4 separate regions of the Sus scrofa genome follow, and regions 2, 3 and 4 are each linked to region 1. Evidence: chromatin contacts called from public HiChIP or PLAC-seq and promoter capture Hi-C data. All regions are on one chromosome and are shown on one strand. The core of a region is the stretch at or near the end of the contact, and the rest is flanking DNA. Distances in the headings are between cores, read along the strand shown. Region 1 holds the start of ZBTB1 (zinc finger and BTB domain-containing protein 1). Region 2 holds the start of FNTB (farnesyltransferase, CAAX box, beta). Region 3 holds the start of CHURC1 (protein Churchill). Region 4 holds the start of KLHL25 (kelch-like protein 25).

The links. Promoter capture Hi-C pulls out the DNA fragments that hold promoters and counts their contacts. HiChIP or PLAC-seq counts read pairs in DNA pulled down with a chosen protein or histone mark.
Region 2: an H3K27ac HiChIP or PLAC-seq map of alveolar macrophages shows a contact between it and region 1. The contact joins the promoter of FNTB here to the promoter of ZBTB1 in region 1. A contact is called at or near these places in 1 of 5 promoter capture datasets (liver) and 1 of 2 datasets of contacts at active chromatin or transcription factors (alveolar macrophages).
Region 3: a contact with region 1 is called in an H3K27ac HiChIP or PLAC-seq map of alveolar macrophages. The contact joins the promoter of CHURC1 here to the promoter of ZBTB1 in region 1. A contact is called at or near these places in 1 of 5 promoter capture datasets (fetal liver) and 2 of 2 datasets of contacts at active chromatin or transcription factors (alveolar macrophages and skeletal muscle).
Region 4: a contact with region 1 is called in a promoter capture Hi-C map of liver, with 4 times the contacts expected there. The contact joins the promoter of KLHL25 here to the promoter of ZBTB1 in region 1. A contact is called at or near these places in 1 of 5 promoter capture datasets (liver) and 1 of 2 datasets of contacts at active chromatin or transcription factors (skeletal muscle).

What each region holds. Positions count from the first base shown.
Region 1 is chr7:88,573,826-88,577,581 of Sscrofa11.1, reverse strand. It overlaps ZBTB1 (zinc finger and BTB domain-containing protein 1), which reads right to left and starts at 1,591. Exons shown (of 3, transcript XM_003482279.4): 1 at 877-1,591. It overlaps ZBTB25 (zinc finger and BTB domain-containing protein 25), which reads left to right and starts at 2,047. Exons shown (of 5, transcript XM_021099920.1): 1 at 2,047-2,172.
Region 2 is chr7:89,050,551-89,054,306 of Sscrofa11.1, reverse strand. It overlaps FNTB (farnesyltransferase, CAAX box, beta), which reads right to left and starts at 1,673. Exons shown (of 12, transcript NM_001244680.1): 1 at 1,481-1,673. The coding sequence starts at 1,624.
Region 3 is chr7:88,983,242-88,986,997 of Sscrofa11.1, reverse strand. CHURC1 (protein Churchill) reads right to left here and starts at 1,979. Exons shown (of 4, transcript XM_013978294.2): 1 at 1,825-1,979. The coding sequence starts at 1,944.
Region 4 is chr7:88,289,774-88,293,529 of Sscrofa11.1, reverse strand. It overlaps KLHL25 (kelch-like protein 25), which reads left to right and starts at 1,572. Exons shown (of 5, transcript XM_005666300.3): 1 at 1,572-1,758.

The sequences.
Region 1 (3,756 bases), core at 342-2,841:
ATTATTACACAACAGACAAATGCCCTACTGTTCCCAGAAAACATCAAGGACTTCCACCAACATCTCCTTGACGCTCCCAATTTGGAAAAATGTCCTGTCAACCCTGCAGACAGATCACGTAGATGTGCTGCTTAGGTAGGAAGGGAGACTCGGAGGATAGCTGAGCTCAGACAGAAGCCTACATATTTTAGTGGTAACGACTCTCGATTTGCATCCAACCCATTTACCGAAAACTTCTAGTGAGCTCCCAACGCTGGAAGCGAAAGCACTTTTCTCCCAGGAAACATATCTTTCCACTGAAAATTCCCCAACTCGAGACCTACCACTTTTTACTGAACAAAAAGCGTGTGTGCCGGCGGGGTGGGGGTGGGGGGAAAGAGCGTGGCAAGAATTTGCACGGCTCTTATGCCTCCTCCCTCGGAGCGCGCCCAAGTCTGCGGCCTCGGGCTCCGGGACACTTCCCCTCCCACCCGCCGAGAAGCCGCGGCTGTAAGTTGAGAGAAGCGGGCTCTGGGCACGTCAATCAACCGGGTCCTCCCGCCTCCCGTCTACACCTCCCCCCCCCCCCCCCTCAAAAAATAAAGGCAGAGAAAGAAAGGAAAAAGAAGGTAACTAATTTGGGAACTAGTCTCCGTGGGCTTCGCCTCCGACCCAGGGAGGCCGCACGTCCCCGACCAGACGCGCCGGAGGGCGGCGGGATCAAGCAGGCGGCCCGGCAACCGCCTGTCGCCGGGTCCTCGCAGCGCGTCCGCCGCGCTCTGGCTCCCCGCACGGGTCGGCGCCGCTCCGGCCCCGCACTCCGTCAAGCTCGCGGCCCGTCACCCTCCCGCCCGGGCCAAAGTTGCGCAAATAGCCCCACAACTGGCAAATACTCACCGGCCGCAGCAGGATCCGGGGCTGCGGAAATTTTAGGGAGTTTAAGGCAAATCAGCCACAGGAAAGGCGGGCGGAGACGAAGGGGCCGCGAGCTGCAGTGGCGGCGACGCGCGGCGCTCGGGCTGGGCTGCGCGGAGAGGCTCTGGCTCTGCCAGGGACTGTGCTGCAACAAAGGACTTCCGCTGCCGCACAGCCGCGCCTGCTGCACCGCACTGAGCCGGCCCCGCTTACGCGGCGACTCCGGGTCTGCCCACCAGTTCGCTGCGGCGTCCGCCAGCCTTCCCCTCCCTCTCGACCGCCCACCCACTCCGCCGCTGGCTGCTAGGGGCACCCGCGGTCGCCTGTTTGTTGCAACAAGTTTCTGCGTCGGGTTCCGAGGAGGCTGGCGCAACCCGCACCGCGGGGGCCGGCGCGGCGACAGCCTGACCACCCCTCTTGCCCCTCTCCCTAGGGTAGGCTTGGGACCTCCTCCTCCTCCTCCTGTTTGCACAGCTGGATGGGACTGGGCTCCTCCCGACTCCCCAAGGGCAGGATGCTGCTTTCCCACTCTGTCCAGATGTCAGACCCCGGCCCCATAGGGCCCAGCAGCTGGGCCCTCCCTCACGGTATGTCCCTGACGTTCTGGGGGCGCCAGCACCCTTGCTCTGTCCCGTGCGCGGCCAGCTAGTTCAGGGTCGCCCATTGCCCGCGCTCCCCCCACTCCTGCCTTCCGTGGGCCTGTCCGCCTCTGGCCTTGAGTCACTTCCCCCGCCATGCCCAACCCCGCCCAGCCCGCCTCCCCTCCCAGGCTCCCGTGGTTCAGCTTCCCTGGCCCCGCGCCCTCACCCCTCAGCCCGCGAGTATGCGGGCGCATCCTTCCCTGCCCCCACCCCGAACTGAGGGGTGCCCGTGCTTTTGCACACCCCAGGGAAAGTCCCCGGGTCACGCGGTTTTGTGTGGGGAGCCTGTGACGCTCAGGCTTCGCTCCACGCTTCCGCCTACAGAGTCACGACTAGCGACCGTGGCAGAGGCACCTAGAACGCGGGCCGACCCCCGCCAAGCCACTAGAGCGGGCGAGCAGGCGGGCGCGCACGTACGCACGCACGCACGCACACTCCGGCCCCAGCGCCCCAAGTTCCCCGGCTACCAGGCGCGCGGTCACGTGGACCCATCGCGGGGCTGTTGGCGCGGGAAGCCGCGCGAGAACGAACCGCGGGGTGCGTGAGCCGGCGTGTCCGCGTGACGTACGCGGCGCGGGAGCCGCCCCTCCCGCACGGAGGAGTCGGCCAGCAGCCCGCCCGCCGCGGCGGCCTCTGGGTAAGCAACGCGGCCCGGCCCTTGTGGGCTGCCCCGGGCTCAGTCCCTCCCGCCGCGAGCCGCTTTGGGCGGCGGCCTGCAGCTGCGTCGGTCGCGGGACAGATGCAAGTAGCTGGGGAGGGGGGTGTTTTTGGTCTCTTTGAGATGTCAGGGCACCGAAGGAAAATGGCAACCACGAGTGAGAGCTGGGCCAAGGATATCCAGAGCGGTCCTTCGCTGCCCGCAGCACGCAGCTGTTAGGGCCTGACGCAGGCCGGGGGCGTGCGGGGGCGCAGCAACGACTCCGAGCTCTTATAGCTGCGGGCCAGACTGCGACCCCGCCCGGAAAGCCCCGACCCGCCTGCGGCATTCGCCAGGCAGCGGCGACCCCGGCAGCTCTCTCAAGTGGGCGGTTCTCCAGGTGCCACCTGCCAGACGCTGCAGCTACTGGCCTCCTTCTCCCTCCTCATCCCCTTTTGGGATTAACCCTGCAGGAAGTTGCCTCCCCCCCTCCCCTCATTTATCCTTCTTTTTTCACATTATATTACTTTTATCCTAAGCAAATCCAGCCCCCCCCATCTTGCTCCATCTCTCACTGCCTTCCCTAGCACTTATTATTTGGGGAAAATCAAGCTGTTGTCAAGCTGCTTAGGCTGTGCACTGTGCCTGGAAACTAACAGCTGCTAACTTGCTTCATATATTAACGCTCCTGTTTCCCCTCAATGGCATGCGTTCTCTTGAGAGTCAAGTCATTTTGGCAGCGCTTTTGATTCCCACAGGATTTTGTCATGTGCGTGAAGTACACTTTAGAGTCACAAATTTTAAAGCTGAAAGGAGCCTGATAGAAAATGCACTTCATCTCTCATTTTACGGAACACCAGGCGGAAAGACTGTGTAGCTTGATCAAAGCCCTATACCTCTTCAGTAACTGGACTCCAAGGCTCTCTCTAGATGCCTTAGTCATTGCACTCCACCACACCAGGAGTGCGGTGCAGTTTAACCCACTCACTGTAGAGACGATCTGCCAGAGGTGATTATACTTGATTTAATTCCGGTTATTGAGAAATTAAACTTGGCCAGTGTGTGATGGCTCTGGTATTTTAAGGAATGGAGTTGGCACTATTTCTAGGTGGAATAGAGTGCTTGTTAATGTACTTTGAGCTCAAAGCTCGTCCCTCTCCTGCCACGAAAAAAATCCAGCACTATTCTTGCCGAGGATAACAAAGACTAGCAGTTGCTTCCGTGGGTAAAGGCACCAAAGACCCCTTTAGCCATCTGGATATGCTTTAATTAAGGGTAAACTATTAGTCCATTGTCAGACATCAGTTCCTTAATAGGGAATGGAACACTGATGGGATAGGAATCGGAATAGATGAGTTCTGATGGGTAGGAGGTTAACAGGAAGTGTGGAACATCGCAGGGTTGGTCAGCAAGAAAAGAGGACTTTCTACACCTTTTGCCCAACCCTGCCCTGAATGGCTTATTTGGAGGTAGTAGAGATGGATTCTGCCCAGGTTTGGTGGCTCTTTATTGAGTATCTGCAGTGGCTAGCTGCTTTTAGAGATGAATATTGAATACTTAGCAAACAGGAGGTAGTGTTGGCTC
Region 2 (3,756 bases), core at 424-2,923, 480 kb before region 1:
AGCAGATGCGTAAAGCTCTTTGTAATGCTCCCGTTCTTGACTTGCCCCTCTAATCATGGAAGTTTCTGTTCCGCTCTATAAATTAGCTCAACTTCTGATTCCCTGTTCTCCACTAACATCTTATCTATCCATAGCCTTATGTGCTAGGTCCATTCTGTTAGCTACATAAGAGGTGATCCCATAGTCTTAGGAAGGATAAAAAGAAAAAGGCTTGAACTGAATCAACTCAACAACCCATCACTTAGGAATATCACAAAGACCCTGTGGCCTTTTCACTGATGGGAGATTTCTTTGCAATCTTTTGCAAAAGACTTTTGTGGAAGGACACACTGGTGGGCAAACTAACCTGGGAAACTAGAATCAAAGGGTAAGTTTCCTTTCTACCCTAAAACCCACGAAGCTTAAATCTCCAGTTAAAATATTCCCTCTGCTACTATGTGCATAAGTGTATATTCAAGCCCTTGTTTTTGTTATCATAGTCATAATTATACAATATAATAATTATCATTACTAATTTTGCCAAAATCGAGGCCTCCAATCTCAGGTATAAAAATCAAAGCAGGTCCCTCCAAGATTAAATCTGGAGACTGATGTAACTATGAGGTCTTATTTTAGGAAGCAGCCTGATGCTTATTTGTTAGTGCTAAAAAGAATCCTTCTGATCACTTCCCCTAAAGACAGATGGGTAAGCACTTCTACAGTAACTAACTTGGGAACAATTTCCACTGGGGAACAAAAATAAAGTTCACTACTCACTCCCCAAACACGTTTCAGTGATAGGCTCCATCTACTTCGAGGCCTCAGTGAATGGCAAGTAGTCCAAAATTCATACTCTTATTACAGCACTTTCCAAACTTTATTGTTTTCCTGTTTGTCTTCTTCACCAGGCTGTGGGATGCTCACGATCGGGTCTGTTTTATTTCTTTCTATTTCCAGCGCTCAGCATTGTGTCCAACACATTGCTGGTGCTCAAATGACTGACTACTAAAACGCCCAGCCACGAGGCAGGCCTCAAACATGGCAATGTGGGTCAGAAATTAAAAAGACCATGGAATGGCATGTCTGCAGTCTGGCCACTTTTTTCCCCCTCCAGGTCCCAAAACTATGCGTTGAGTGGGGAAAGTGCACTATCCATCCGAGAACCTCCAAATGCCTGGCAGAATGGAGTGGGCTGTCCGACCCGCTCGGGCTGCTTCAGTCCTTCACAGAACAACATTCTGTCCGCTCCCTAAAGCAGAGGGGACCCAGGAACTGTCCTCTACCTCCAACCTCGACAACGACCCCTCCCCAACCTGACCCCACAAACACTCCACTACCCTGCCCAAGCCTGGGCGCCCGGAGCTTTCCAGAGGGGAGGAGCCGCAGTGCACTGTGGGAGCTGTAGTTCCCCGGTGAGTTCCACGCCGGGGCTGCCCTGAGGACAGCACTCCCGCTCCCAGAAGCCCCCGCGCGGGCGCCTCGCCCAGTCAAGCCACCTCACCTGTTCAATGGACGTGACTGTTTCCACTGAGTCGTCCTGCAACCGCTCCCGCGCGTGCTCGGGCCTCAGACTGTACAGCGGCTCTGACCAGACAGGGGAGGAAGATGGAGGGCAATAGTAGGTGAAGGAACTCGGAGAAGCCATGATCAGGAAAGCAGCGGGCGGTGTATAGGACTCAGCTTCGTCAAACAACAACGCGTATTGAAACTCGAGCGGGCTAAGGCGCTACGGGAAGCGGATAGAGTCAAAAGATTTTGAACGCGAATCGCTCTTGCCACCTACACGTCTCCAGTGAGTGAGTCACTGGGATGCTTCCGCCCCCCATTGGGCAGAGGAGCTGCTGCAAGAGGCTCTGTTTCTTGGCGCGCGAGGAAGGAATTTAATTTCACTTTCAACATTCTGCTCATTCTCACGTAATTGTTATGTTGGTAGTTCGGGTGCCCAAGAACCCAATGACTGTAACTTTAAAAGCCTTTCTGACAGCTCTCCTGATTGCCTCAGTCATGCTATTAGGAATAGAATTATTGTGCGCCTTTGCGTACATGATAACCGTCCGGGAGACGCCAGAAGCTTCTCCAAAAAGGACATGCTATCTCAATACTCAGTGATGGAGGGAAGGGGCACTGTAATTCTCTCCTATCCCGTTGAGGGTGATAGTGCAGTACCAGGAAATAAAATGCAGTAGAAGGAACAAGTGTAAGTGAAACAACCAAGAAAGTATTCACTCATTTATTCAGCAATTTTTTTTTTTTTTTCTTTTTAGCGCTACACCGAAGGCAGGCGTATGGAGGTTCCCAGGCTAGGGGTGGAATCTGAGCTACCACTGCCGACCTGCACCACAGCTACAGCAACGCCGGATCCGAGCTGAGTCGGCTACCCACACCACAGCTCAGGGCAATGCCAGATCCTTAACCCACTGAGCAAGGCCAGAGATTGAACCCACATCCTCTTGGATGCTAGTGGAATTCGTTTCTGTTGTGCCGCTAAGGGAACTCCCCATTCAGCAAGTTTTAATAGAGCACCTACTACATGTCAGGCAACTGTGCTAGGCTCCAGGAATATAAAAGTGAACAAACAAGATCCTTGCCCTTGGGAAACTTACAGTCTAGTGGAAGTGATAAAATTAAGTGAATGAACACAATAAATACATGAAGATTTGTGATAAATTGTATGAAGGAAAACAACAGGATCTATGAGAGAAATTAAAGGAGGAGGGGACTAATTAGATTGGGTGGTGAGGCCAAGCCTCCCTGCAACATGTAAGCGGTGACCTGGAGGATGATAAGGAGCCATCCATGTGAACATCCTGGGGAAGAGCCTCATAAAAGGAAAGAACAGCAAGTTTGAGAGAATATTCCACAAATACACTCGTGTGTTTGTATTAATTCTGATATTTAATAATGGAAAATAATATGATAAAAAGGATGTGTGTATATATATATATGAAATACATATGAATGAAAAAGTATATATCTATTAGAGATATATGATTGGGTCACTATACAGCAGAAATTGACTCAACACTGTAAATCAGCTGTACCCTAATAAAAAATAAATTAAAAAAAATCACCACTGGGGAGTTCCCGTCGTGGCGCATCGGAAATGAATCTTACTAGGAACCATGAGGTTGCGGGTTTGATCCCTGGCCTTGCTCAGTGGGTTGAGGATCCAGTATTGCCATGAGCTGTGGTGTAGGTCACAGACGCGGCTTGGCTCAGATCCTACACTGCTGTGGCTGTGGCGTAGGCCGGCAGCTGTAACTCCAACTGGACCCCTAGCCAGGGAATTTCCATATGCCACAGGTGCGGCCCTACAAAGACAAAAGAAAGACAAAAAAAAAAAATTATATATATATATATATACATATATATATATATCTGATATTTAATCTGAAGGGGTTCTAATAAAAGAAATTCCTTTTGAGTGGGGTTAATCATCAGATATGCCTCCATTAAATTGTTGAAATTGTGATTTTTAGGAAAACCCTGCTACCTTTGGACAAGCAATAGAAGAGAACCTCTTTCAGGGACCACATCAAAAGGACTACACCAAAATTATATCAAGGGGTTAAAATATTTAGAGTCAGGGTGGGGGTTCGAGGAATGGGAGAATATAAGATGATAACAGACTTTCCAGATATACTTGGACACAAGCTCAACTTTCTGCCAGAAGTATTTTATTCTGTTCCCACTCAATTCCATGTCACATGTCTAGGACCCAGGGAACCATGGTGTGATATTTCACAACCAGCCATTCCCCTGTTCTCAGTCTCTGGT
Region 3 (3,756 bases), core at 730-3,229, 410 kb before region 1:
CTCCTACATTAAATTGGTTGAGTCCTGTTAATTCCTTGAAATGAGGTCTTCATTATCTCATGCCTACACTACTGTCGCCATTTGGCTCCCCAAATGCTCTGTAGCATTCCCCCTAATCCCAACATCACAACATATAACCATAAGATTCATTTTCCTAAATAGCAGATTTCAGAATCATTTCCCTATTCAGGTTTTTTGGATGGCAGCCCAGTGCCTAAAGTGTAAAATCTAAACTTCTCAATATAATTTTAAAGTCTTTTGGTAGCTCTGCTCTTAAAAATCCAATCTAATTTCTTTTTTTGTATGTTTGTTATTTCACTGTTACTTTCATTACTCATTCACTCATGGTGTTCCCTCCTATGACTATATCACATTTTTCCAGTCTACAACCACAAATAACACTCTTATGAACATTCTCATACAAGTCTCCAAGATCATACTACATACATGCCTTTATTTGTCTAGAATAGAAACTGCCAAATCATTCTGCATGCATATCTTTAACTTTTTTTATAATACTAGAATTTCTTCAAAGAAGTTGTACCATATGAGTGTTTATGTTACGTATACAACCTTTCCAAACACTAATTACTACTCAAAATATCAGAGACAGAAGCAATTTTCTACCTCCCAACCAGTATGAGAATCATTCTAGTTATCCTGCCCCCTAGCCTTCAGCTCCTCCTTTCCTTTTCTACCCTAGTCACAACTATCTTTCAAGTCTCAAATGAAGTCCACCTTTCTTTTAAGAGAACAGCGGTATCACTTACTGCTCTCCCCTTTCTCTAAACTTAAATAGGATTTATGTACTGTACTTGTCAGTTTTTGTTAATCACATTCTCCTGTAAAATATCAGCTCTCCAGCAACACGGTAGCTGCTTTTTTTTTTTTTTTTTTTTTTTTTTTTGGTCTTTTTGTCTTTTTACCTTTTCTAGGGCCGCTTCCTAGCATATGGAGGTTCCCAGGCTAGAGGTCTAATCGGAGCTGTAGCCACCCACCTGCGCCAGAGCCACAGCAACGCGGGATGCCAGCCGCGTCTGCAACCTACACCACAGCTCAGGGCAACGCCGGGTCCTTAACCCGCTGAGCAAGGCCAGGGATCGAACCTGCAACCTCATGGTTCCTAGTCGGATTCATTAACCACTGCGCCACGACGGGAACTCCTGCTTTTTATTTCTTACATGGTATCCTTTTCTGGCCTAGCAAGGTACTAGCTACATACATATAAACTGTTCAGTAAGTACACCTGGAATGAGAGCAAGCAAGCTTAGCAACCTCCTGAGCTCCAAAGGAACAGAGATCTAAAAGAAAGTAACACTCCAGAAATCTGAATTCTACTCTTGCTTCTCATACTAACTAGAACGTGAACTCTGGCATTAGTTTCCTAATGCAATCTCCTCTCCAGCCATTAGTTTCATCTGCAAAACTGGGTTAGAACGGATGAGCTCAGAGGTCTCTTCCGGCGCTAGAATTCAGAAAGAACAATGAACAAGCTTGAGAATAAGACCAGGGTAGGGGTGGGGGTGTCCTTCTGTTGTCGACTGGTTGTAGTTGGGGTTTCATTTTCTTTGTCCCCTGGAGCTCAAGAAAAATGGGGTGACGGCTGATATCAGTCGCCAAAGAAGGGATCAGCGGGAACCAACAGTTTCAGGCCGTCTCCGCTGTCAGGTGCCTAAGTACAGCTACCGGGTCACTGGTTGGGGCGGAGCGGCTGAGTCCGCCCAGCGCCCTGGTTTTTTAGGAAAGACCGGCCGGAGGAGTGAGAAACCTCAGGGGCGATCACGGGCCAAGGGCGCAGGAGGTTCTAGGTGCCCACTCGCTCACCCTGTTGGGATATTCCTTCTCCACACAGTCCCCACACATCGCGAAGCAGTTAACAGGGAACGTCCTCCAGTGCTTCCGGGAAGAGGAAACCTCGCGAGAGCACAAAGAAGGTTGACGCATGCGCCCAGAGTACAAGACCCCGGAGTATTTGGTCCCGGGAACCAATTCCAAGTCTCCGCCCTTTAGCAACTGTTGTCAGGGCAGGGAGTGGTCTCCAAGACAACAATCATAGGCAAGGAGTAGGACTTGAGAAACCTTCCAAGAAAGAGGATGGGACCGTGGACCCTCTGGGGGGAAGGAGAAGGGACTCTTCAACTGAGCAAAGTTCAAATAGACGCCTTCCTGAGTCTAGGCTGACAGAGGACAAGTCACAGAACACAAGAAAGGGAATTCTTTCTCATTGCCTTGGCTCACATTTATAAAGTTGAAATTGTAATTTGGATACTTTTCCATACCATTTCTTAGGGGCAGTGAGAGTGATAGTTCAGATCTTGGCAGGTGAATAAGCAGTAAGTGAAGTGTTTGGCAAGAGGCATTTAAAGCTCTGCAGAGAATCTCCTAAAAACACAAAATATTAATAATCAATGACCATCCTAGAATCTTCTGGAGAACGTAGAGATGGGAAACGTGTTTCTGTCTATGTGTCTTTCCTTTTCGGATGAGGAAACCAAGGACAAGTGGAAACCAAATGGTTAAACGTCTTGCCTAAGATGACAAAACTACTCAGTAGTCAGCCAGGACTAGGACTCAGTTCCTACCCTAGGTTCAGCACCTTTTTAATGCAGTAGCCACATGTGGCTATAAAGCACTTTTTTTTTTTGCCATTTCTTGGGCCACTCTCATGGTATATGGAGGTTCCCAGGCTAGGGGTCGAGAGTCAGAGCTGTAACTGCCGGTCTACGCCAGAGCCACAGCAACACAGGATCCGAGCCGCGTCTGCAACCTACACCACAGCTCATGCAACGCTGGATCCTTAACTCACTGAGCAAGGGCAGGGACCGAACCCGCAACCTCATGGTTCCTAGTCGGATTTGTTAACGGGAACTCCCTAAAGCACTTTTAATGTGGCAGATTTGAACTGAGATGTGTTGTGAGTACATCCTGCACACTAGATTTAGAAGACTTATTATGTAAAACGTTTTAAGGTATTTCATCAGCAATTTTTTTTTTTTTTTGTGCTGCTAAGGGCGAACTGGAGCAGCAGCTGCCCTCTTACACCACAGCAGGCCAGATCCTTAACCCACTGAGTGAGGCCAGGGATGGAACCCACATCCTCATGAATACTAGCTGGGTTTGTTACTGCTGAGCCATGACGGGAACTCCTTCATTAGTAATTTTTATATTGATTACATGTTGAAATAGTTTGGCTAAATACAAATGTATTATTAAAATTAATGTCATCTGTTTCATTTTAATCTGGCTACTAGAAAATTGAAAATTCACATGTAGCTTGCATTATATTTCTACTGGACAGGGCTGGTTTATGCAGTTGTCTTTCAATCCATTTTTAAATATGCTGTTTGTTTTTAAAGTCTAGTGCTGACTTAATTTTGCTAACCACCATATCTATTCTGTTCAATGCTATAGACGTTTGTCGGGTGCCTTCACTGTGCAAGGAACTGTGAGGCCAACAGGAAGATGAAAAAGACATTGTCCTTTCCTATTCTCCAGGTAGTCACAGTAGAGTCTGAGAGAGAAAATTAGCACAAATACTTATAGTTACTGCTAGATTGTGGTATAAGAGCACAAAATGGAGAAACTACTTCCAGGTGGGGACTGGAAAAGAGGAATTTGAGCCTTGAAAAATAGTTAGGATTTCAAAAAGCAGAGAGTTTCAGTATACAAATTTCAGGTGGACCAATGCAAGGAGTTTGGATTTTACTCTGTAGGTAATAGGGAGCCACTGAAAGTTTGAGCAGGAGAATGATAATA
Region 4 (3,756 bases), core at 323-2,822, 280 kb after region 1:
CTTATAATTTCACAGAGAACCTGAATGGAATAATAAGCAATGGTTATGAACTTGCTAAGAATCAATTTAGTATGTGGAACTTCATCTAAACCTACAATTATATAAATACTCTAGCTCTAGAAAATTGGCAGGAGGCTAAAACTACAAATGTGATCTGTGTCATTTCTTTAATGGACCAATTATTTTGATGCCACCTTTTCCCCTTGGAAAGCACCTCAATGGCACACTTGGCTAGCTTCTTACCTCTGGCCAAGATTGGTCTTGACCATTAGAATCCTCATATTAGAAAAAAAAAAAAAAAAAAAAGAGTCCTTGTATTTTACCCAAATGAAGATACAAATCTATACTGACCACTTACTAGATGCTGGGCCCAGTATATAAGCTCTCTCATCTAATCTTTACATAACCCTGAAAAATAGGTTCTAGAACCTTCCTTCCACCAGTAACAATCCAACACCCAGAGAGCCTGAGCACTCTGCCTTCAGTTCTAAACAGGTCTTGACAGGCAGAACTGGGATTTGAACTCTTTTCTCCACACCATACTGTTTCCCCCCAAATACCTGCCATCTTCCCTATCATTTTACAGCCTTTTAATCCCGGGATCTCTTCTGAACACTCTAAACAGCTTTCTGCCCAGGGGCTCTCCCGCCCAGTTTCCCTCAGCCAAAATCCTAGCCCTCATTCAATCTTTTGTGCAATCTCCCCTCCTCATAAACCTTCCTTGCACCTTCCGTCAGTGTGACCTCTGCTTCCTGGGAATTCTCTCCGCCCCCTTCTTGGCTCTTATAACACTTATCATAACACTCTACTTGACCAGGGCTTTTGTATCCTTAAGTGATCTACTTGAATTACCCATTTTCAATGGGAGAGAGGAAAGAAAGGACATTTATTGTGCACTTACTTTGTCATAGGAGTTTCTCTCCTTTAATTCTGGGAATATTCCTATGAGGATTTTTTACCTGTCATGTTAAAGGTGAAGAAGTTGAATACACAGCAACCTGGAGAAGTCAAGAATGAGAATATAGATCATTTTCCCCACTCTGAACCTAGGTCATTGCGCAGGCGCCCAGAAAATGTTTGTGGAATGAATGGATGAATGAATATTTGAAGGTCGGCTTACAAAAGGAACTCAGCGCGAAATGAGACTATTAGGAGAGCTGAAGTACCCTGAAAAATATATATTTCAAGTTCAGATGGGGTTCAGTGGCTGAAGAAAATCCCAAACAGTGCAACAACCCCAGAGTAAAAAGAAAAGGTTTCCTTAACACTTCCACAACTAAAAGTGTGTCGCAGACCGGGTACAGAAGAGGCATTTGCAATTCACAAAGTTCCATCCTTCGGAAAGCTCGAGAGAACACCGTTGGGTTTTGTTCGCAAACTTCGGCCGCGGGGGCGGGCAGACGCCTGTCTCTTTAAGAATCTGGTCGAAGTCCTTTTCCTCTCCCCGCCCCGCCTTTTCGCGGAGCCGGCGCAGCCCAGTGCCCACCCCTTTCTCCTCTTTCGGACTGAACTACGGGTTCGACAGGCCATCCATCACAGAGGCGCCGCCTCTGATTGGCTTCAGGCCGGGAGGCGGGGCGGGAAGGCCGGAGAAACTAGTTTGTCGGCGGCGCCGGAGCTGTACCGCAGCAGCGGCTACCTCCAAGGCTTCGGCGAGCCGGGGGAGGGGAGCGGCGGCGGCGGCGGCGCCGAGGGTTGCGGAGCCTCGCGCGGGCTGCTAGTGGCCTCTGAGCGCGGTGGACGGCGACCACCGGAGTAGTGAGTACCAGGGCTGTGCTGGGGACGCCGTCTTTGGGCCGGTCTAGCAGCGCGCCCGGCCGCTGGCATTGGCACTTGTCACTCCCCGACCCCCACCTCCCCCCACCCCGGTCCCAGGGGCGCGGGGTCCTGAGCGCCCTGCTTTGGGAGCCCCTGGCAAAGTGAGCCTCGCGGGACTGCGTGCCCCGGAACAGAGCAGCTGGGCTCAGGTCCCAGGAACCGCCTCAGGCACCTCGGGATACAGTGGGGGCTGGAGTTGGGGACAATGGTGGAGAGAGGGGGACTGTAGTCCGCCACCCCCTCCCCTACCCCGCTCCTCCCGCCTCCCTCGTGCCTGGGGACTCGGCGAGGGTATTTGCTGAAAGCTCCGAGCGAGGGAATGAATTGTTTTGCAAATGGATGTTGCGCGCGGGAGCTGCAACTCTTTCCCCTGGGAGTGCTTGATTCATTGAGTCCGCAGACTCTCTTTTGAAAAAATTACTATCGATCCTGGAAAGAGCAGGCTGCCTGTCTTTGAGTATTTGAGCGGGCCGGACAAAGTCCCCGCGCACTTGTCGCCGAGGGCCAGATGGCTGCCTGTCTCCTGCTGAGTGAGGGCCGAGGGGTTTAACTAGGGAAAGGTCGTCCACGAGAGCCCGAACCCCGAGGCCTCCACCTCTCTGCCCCGGCCGTTTCTGTCCCACCTGACAGGGCCCCTCCTCTCTGTTTAGAGAACTGGGGAGCAGCAGAGGAATGGTCACATGCTCTAAATCCTGCCCACCTGCCTCCCCACTCCCCACCCCGGGGTGGCTGCCACCCTAGAGCGCCAGAGCAAGCCTTCTCCGCCCCGGTTGCCCTGCTCACCCCATCTTTCCCAGGCTCCGCGACCCCACAGCACATAGGCACGCCCCCTCCTTTCCCCCCTTGTGGTTGCTTGAGGAGCTTTCCTGCTGGGAGACGTGCCCACAGGGGCACCGTACACTCTTTTTGTGCTGCTATTTCAAAGCCCCCAAAGTTCATTTCCACTATCTTTGAGCAGAGAAATCTTTATTCGAGATCTTAACAAAGGGATTGGGGTGGGGGCAGACCCAGGCGCCCCGCGGGTTTAATGCAGCAGGTTTAATGCGGGCGCTCTTGGTCCTGCTGGGTTGCATTAGGTAGGGGGAAGACTCCCTGAGCTTTGGCCCTTCCTGGTGACTCAGGGCAGGGAAGGCCAGGTGTCTGGGCCTTTTGGTTTCACTGTGGCTGCCTGAGGGAGGGAGGGAAGTTGCCATGGTACTGGAAGAGGATGAAGAAGCCCCACGGTCTTATCATGGGCCAGACTCTGATGACTGTGACTTGGGGTCGGGCTCTTGGGAACCCTGGGCTTAATCTCTCCCCATTCGCAGGTGGTACTGCTGCTCATTGAGCCAAGCTCTGCTGTTGGGATGGCCAGGGGATGTTGGAGGACGCTTGCATTTGAGGACTGGGGAGGAGTAGGACCCAAGGTTCACCCCAGCAGGGGCAGGTTTGGTGTCCTCCTAACACGGGGTCCTTGAGGCCCCAAACCATGCCTTTGGAGGATGACAGAGTCAGTCTTCTTCCAGGCCTGGCAGCTGTCTCAATCTTGAGTCATTCCCTTTGTCAGGAAGTGATTCCATGAAGGCTGTTAAAAAGGAAGGTAGAAATGGCAGAGACCTCCGTCCTGGGGCTCAGGCAGCAGCCAGATTTATGTTTGTGGTGCAGAGAGGGGAGCTGCGGGCAATTTGCACACTCCACGCCAGAGGCAGCTCCTACAGCCTGATGCCCCTTAATAGCATCTTAAACCTGCAGGGGCTTGATGTGGCAGAGGTGGGCAGGAAGGGAAGAAGACCATTACCCAAGCCTCAGCCTTCCTGGTCTGCTGGGAAAGTAGGCTTGGTTCTTGGCATTTATCACTGTGATGCATAAGGAGGGTCAGCGGGAGTGTCGTTTAGTGAATAGTTTTTCATTCATTCGTTGATTCATGGTTCGAAGGGTCTTAATTGGGACCCTGCCTTC